Regions from separate parts of the Drosophila melanogaster genome. Here region 1 is linked to region 2. The links are chromatin contacts, called in public Hi-C maps. All regions are on one chromosome and are shown on one strand. The core of a region is the stretch at or near the end of the contact, and the rest is flanking DNA. Distances in the headings are between cores, read along the strand shown.

Region 1 (2,700 bases), core at 127-2,626, 170 kb before region 2:
TCCACATACTCGTAGATCTTGGACTTGAAGTTATTCAGTTCGATGGCCATTTCGCAGGCCTCGTCGATCTTTGCCTTCTCCGCCGGTGTCAGCATGGTTCTGCGAAAGGGAATGGGATTCAGTGACATGTTATTTTGGGTTACACCGTTCAAATAACTTACCCCTGTGTGGTGGACGCCGTGACTGACACAATCATAATGGTGGCCTGCGTGAGAATAGCCTGCAGCTTCTCGTTATTTTTGACCTGGTCCAGGTCGTTGCCCAGCTCCTTGACCGCCAGCAAGTACTCGATTTCACCCACGATCAGGGAGTCCAATTCGGGGAATCGCTTCTGATACTTCTCCTTGGTGAACTTGTGCACAATGGAGATCTCGTTGTCAATGTCCACAGCTATGGCATTAGCGTCCACGATGAGGCAGTACTCTGGATCGGATTCTACGGATCCCAGCATTTCGGCTGCAGTTCTCTGGCGACTGGCATAGTGCTCGATCTGCTGCAGCGTGTTCTTCAGGCGCTCAGAGTCGCGCAGCTTGCACAGTTCCCGCACCGACTGCACGGTTACATCCACGTCCATCAGATTGGGAGCCGGCTTAGCCAGCTTCTCCGCCAGCAACTGTTTTGTGGGAGGGGAATCATTAGGTCTGATCAACATTTGCTTTGGTTCCTTACGCTCTCGTCCTCTGCACTGGCCATCTCCGAATCCTCCTCCTCCAGCTCATTGTCATTGTCTTCCTCGAGATCGGCTAAAAGCTCATCGGCTAGCGACATTTTGGCTTATTTCAAAAGTTTATTTTGCGATCTCGTGAAATTAAGTTTGTTTTGGAATTGAAGTGACCGTTGCTCAGCCGCCTTAGAATACCATGCGGTTCATTGAAAAAATACTAAGTATTAGCATGAAATATATAGGGTATTCATTTAAAGAATACCATAAGGCTATTCCACTGGATTTTAATTGATCAATTTGACCAAATTCAATAAACATTTCATGAACAGAACGATCCAATATCATAACTCTTGTTATTATTCTGGAAAGTTTCGATTTTCCTGCTTAATTAGAATTCTGTATCTAAAAGTAAAGGAATTGAAAATATGGTTGAAAATATAAGGTTGATGAAAATATAGGTATGGCTATCAATTGTTTTGCTTAATTCTTAACTATCACTCTTTATTTATTTTGGGACAACAAAGCCTAGATAAACACAGATCAAAAATGAAAAAAAATGACTTATTATATAAGAAGCATCAAATTGTAACGAAAAAATAAAATCTCCTCAGTGGTATTCGAAAATTCCAACGGGCACGAGTTCCCTAAATATACTAAATAGTCAAGCTACTATTTCGGTATTATTAAGCCACAATTTGACAGAATATTTTTTGGTTTTGGCGCACAATCGCAGCGTCTGCATCCTGGTTTTTTGAGTAACCTGGCAGACGTTTCTAGGCCATTGTCATGTCCAAGAAGTTAAACACCAGCGTGGGCGGGACGCCCACAAACACGCTACTAAATTACTTTTCCAAGTCGCCAGCTTTCGACAAAAAGAAATTGACTCCTAGCGTGAAAACAGATCCCGATGCATCCAAGAGCGAAAAGGAGAATCTCCAGAACCAGCAGCCAAAAGTGAAGGATGGTAAGAAAGAGGCTTCCAAGCCGGCGGCCAAGAGGAAGTTGCCCATTTCCGACGATGAGCCGGCCAGTGGTCAACGCAAGCGGAAGCGCATCGTTCAGCCGGAATCGGACAGTGAGCCGGAAATGGAGGTAACCAAGTCGGAGGACGACTTCTCCGATTGCGCCTCCGACTACGAACCGGATGAGAATGAAGCCAGCGATGATAGCGTTAGCAGCGGCGCGGAGGAGGTGTCGCCTAGCGAGAACGACATGTCCGTGGACAGTCCGACACCCAAGAAATCGCGCAAAAAGTCTAAGATTCTGAATAACAACAATAACAATGAGCCATCGAGCAAGAAGGTCAAGCTAGAGTCGACCATCCAGTTGGCCGAGGGTGCAACCTTTCAAGAAAAGCTGAAGAACCTGCAGAGCAATGCCAAGCAGGATGCTTCCTACGATGATATCGTGACCAACACGTCCAATCTGGATGAGCCCGTTGTTTGGCCGCACCAGAAACTAGAGTTCCTGCAACCGGACAAGATCAAGGACAAGGAGGGAAGACGTCCAGATCATCCGGACTACGATAAGAGCACCTTGCATGTGCCGGAGAAGTTCCTCAATGGCCTGTCGCCGGGAGTTCGACAGTGGTGGGTCCTTAAGTCGGACAACTATGACTGCGTCTTGTTTTTTAAAGTCGGCAAGTTCTATGAACTGTATCACATGGATGCGGATGTGGGCGTCAACGAGCTGGGCTTCACTTACATGCGCGGCGAGTTTGCTCACTCCGGTTTCCCGGAGATATCCTTCGACAAGATGTCCACCATTCTCGTAGACAGGGGCTTCAAGGTAATTTGTCCAAGGATAGCTCCTTTTCCCAGTAAAACTAATACAAGTTTTTCTTTAGGTGGCTCGCGTTGAGCAAACGGAAACTCCAGATATGATGACTGAGCGCTGCAAGCGGATCAAGGCCACCAAGTTCGACAAAGTGGTGGCCCGCGAGATCTGCCAGATCACCAATCGTGGCACCCAGGTCTTTGGCTCACAGTGCAAGATCGGGCCGAATCATCAGCCCAACTATATGTTGGCCATAGTGG
Region 2 (2,774 bases), core at 235-2,734:
GGCGTGTGTCCGGCGTGTGATGAGTGGCTCCAAAGAATTGCCCAGATTCCCAAGATCAGGATGGCGGAATTTGCATATGAACAAACATTAGACACACACGCGCTGGCACACACAAAAAAAAAAAACTATTTATTATGTAGCTCATGAAGCCACCAAATGGCGAATTTTACTTTCATTCAGCTGAGATTTGTTTGTGTGCCAAGTGTGCTATATGTAATCAAATTTGGAATATTAGAATGATGATAGAATACGAGACGGTTGGGTGGGCATGGGACATGAGACATGGGGCATCGGGCATCCAACCCTTAATGTTAGTATGCCGAGTGCGTAAAAAGTAAAAACATTTTTAGTAGCGGCTTGCCATTCAAATGGACACACCGTATTGCGTAGCCCATACGCATGAGTAATGTCAATTGGCTCCGATTGTTCGGAATCGGACGGACTATAGCTTTGGAGTCCATAAGCATAACGATCGCGTTGCGAAAGTTGCGGTTGCTTTTGTATCTTTGGTTTATCGGGCATCCAGTGTGCGCCCATTAGGAGGAGGAGCAAGCAGTCTTATCGGGCTTATCATCTCGTAATCTCCGACGTGGATATAGAAGGATGTCTTGGGCGGGGGGTGGGTGTTGTTCGTCGTGTTGATGCTCAAGTCTCGTACTGTACATCTCACTGTGCCTGTGCTGCTCGTTAGTCTGGATTTTGATTAAATTTATGATAATGCCAGCAATAAAGTCTACGTTTTGTATCATACGAAGTGCCTGCTGTCTGCCCACTGTGTTATAAAATTGCTGCGCGCATATAAAGATTACAACCTTTTAAAAGTGACGCGATAATCGCTGTTGAGAGTGTTTTGGTTGCCCGATCAAGCCGAGTTGGCCAGAACACAATTGTTTCACTTTCACAATGCCCAAATATTTGATTAACTCGTAATCATATGAGAACACCCCCCCCCCTCCCACACATTGTTTTTGTTGCTGGCCCAAAAATGACAAAAACGAGAGAAAAAAAAGAAGACACAAACTCACTAATTTTTTGCCATAACGCTAACCGCAAAAGCTTTGTCCCGTGTCCGACTTTGTTTACCTGTGTTTACCTGTGCTCAAATTACGCTCTTGTGTGTGTTTACAAGGCTAGTTCGATGGTTTATTGGTTATTACCTCAAAGTTGATTGTCCCGCCGTTGCCGTATTTTTGAAATATCTGCGCCACGTATTTGTTGTATTCCGTGGAAGCTGGCACTGTTTTGAAAAATAGTGAGCCCAGGCAAAATAGGTTTAAGACTAGCACCTGCTTTTGGGCCATCGTAATGGACTGAACACTCAGGTGGTGGTAGATAGTATTTCTCTTTTCGTTTTATTCTATTCGTTTTATTGAACCCGGTTATCTACTGGTCACTCGTCATTTCACTGGGGGCTTCACCGGGATTTTTTCGAGTTTTTACAGACGCGTGCGATCCGTAACACTGCAGCCAACTACCGATCCCGTTCAACGGTCTTTTGAAATGACAGTTTCGCCCACGCAACGTTTTATACGACTTTCGGTTCGACGAGCGTCGGCGCGTTCTCCTTTCTCCCTCTCTCCTTCGCCCACTGGGCGGGCAACTCATCGCTCTGCGCACTCGCTACAAACTTAACTGTCATTTGGATTGAGCTTTGGAAAAGCTTTCGCCGGACCATCAAATTTGAGCGCCAAAAATTAATAAAGTCGATTAACCTGTTCATCGGCTAAACTCACATTAAATAGTGTACTCAGCCTTTAAATTGAAAATACTAAAGTTTTACACTTTCCTTTCATAATCTTAAGAATCTGGCTAAATGTTATTATTAAGCAACAATACTTTATACTAAAAACTATCCGGTAGATTGTAACTATGAAGAAAAAGATTGCATACCTAAAGGCGTTGTAAAGGCGCTTTCATCAAGTAGTGAGTTTTAGAACTCGCTGGAGTAGGAAAAATAACTAGAAAATGAAAATATTTAAAAAAATTAATAAATATTGTGGTAGATAATTATGATACTTTAAATAGATACCATGCGAAATGATATAAGTTACTTTTTTACCTTTAAAATGCCAATTTCCGCCCACTTCACAAAAAGTAATAAGATTAAAGTTTAATGTGTTTATTATTAACTTTCTTATACAAAACAAATTCGATTTTTTACATTTCGCAAAAAGTTGCATCAATAATAATTATTACTTACTGAATAAGCTCCTAATTACTTGTATAATATGTAAAAATTGGTTCGCATTTTGTATAACAGGCGTACTTCTGCTTTCGACGAGGAACTCATTTTTTTTGGGTTTGAAATATACATTAAAAGTACGACTAACAAATAATATTAATTGAAGCAGGGACTTCCCTACCAGAATGCATTTGAGTTATTTACAATAACACTTTTGTAATGTTGTGCGTAGGTTTTCAAAATTTCGCGTTGCTAACCTATCTTAGGGGTAAATTGAGACTTATCCTAACTACAAGATATTCCCTTCTATAGTTGCGTTGATCGATACATCCACAAAAGGCCCTCTCTTCCCAAAGTCGTAGAGTCCTGCAGTCCTAGTCGAACTTCTCCTGGTTGGGCATACAGATGAAGAATTTGGAGCACCACAGGTTGATCGCCTGCGAAGTGTCCGCCAGCCATTTGACCGGTTTGTGGATGGTCAGGTAGTAGACCGGAATTCCAGACAGTATAATGATCGTCCCGATTCCTACCACATATGGCGTCTGCGTGCAAGAGAAGATGACCAGGAACAGGCAGACGATCAGATAGATGA

The links. A called contact is a pair of places that touch in the nucleus more often than the background predicts.
Region 1: a contact with region 2 is called in a Hi-C map of the Kc167 cell line, with 1.7 times the contacts expected there. The contact joins the promoter of Msh6 here to the promoter of Zip71B in region 2. A contact is called at or near these places in 3 of 107 Hi-C or Micro-C datasets (the Kc167 cell line, larval brain and wing imaginal disc).

The regions. Positions count from the first base shown.
Region 1 is chr3L:15,157,238-15,159,937 of dm6, reverse strand. It overlaps Msh6, which reads left to right and starts at 1,376. Exons shown (of 5, transcript NM_140498.2): 1 at 1,376-2,452; 2 at 2,511-2,700. The coding sequence starts at 1,451. Prp31 (Pre-mRNA processing factor 31) reads right to left here and starts at 838. Exons shown (of 4, transcript NM_140499.3): 1 at 670-838; 2 at 162-613; 3 at 1-99. The coding sequence starts at 768.
Region 2 is chr3L:14,990,999-14,993,772 of dm6, reverse strand. Zip71B (Zinc/iron regulated transporter-related protein 71B) reads right to left here and starts at 1,484. Exons shown (of 4, transcript NM_001316435.1): 1 at 1,158-1,484. The coding sequence starts at 1,301. mnd (minidiscs) reads right to left here. Exons shown (of 5, transcript NM_168601.3): 5 at 2,106-2,774. The coding sequence ends at 2,557.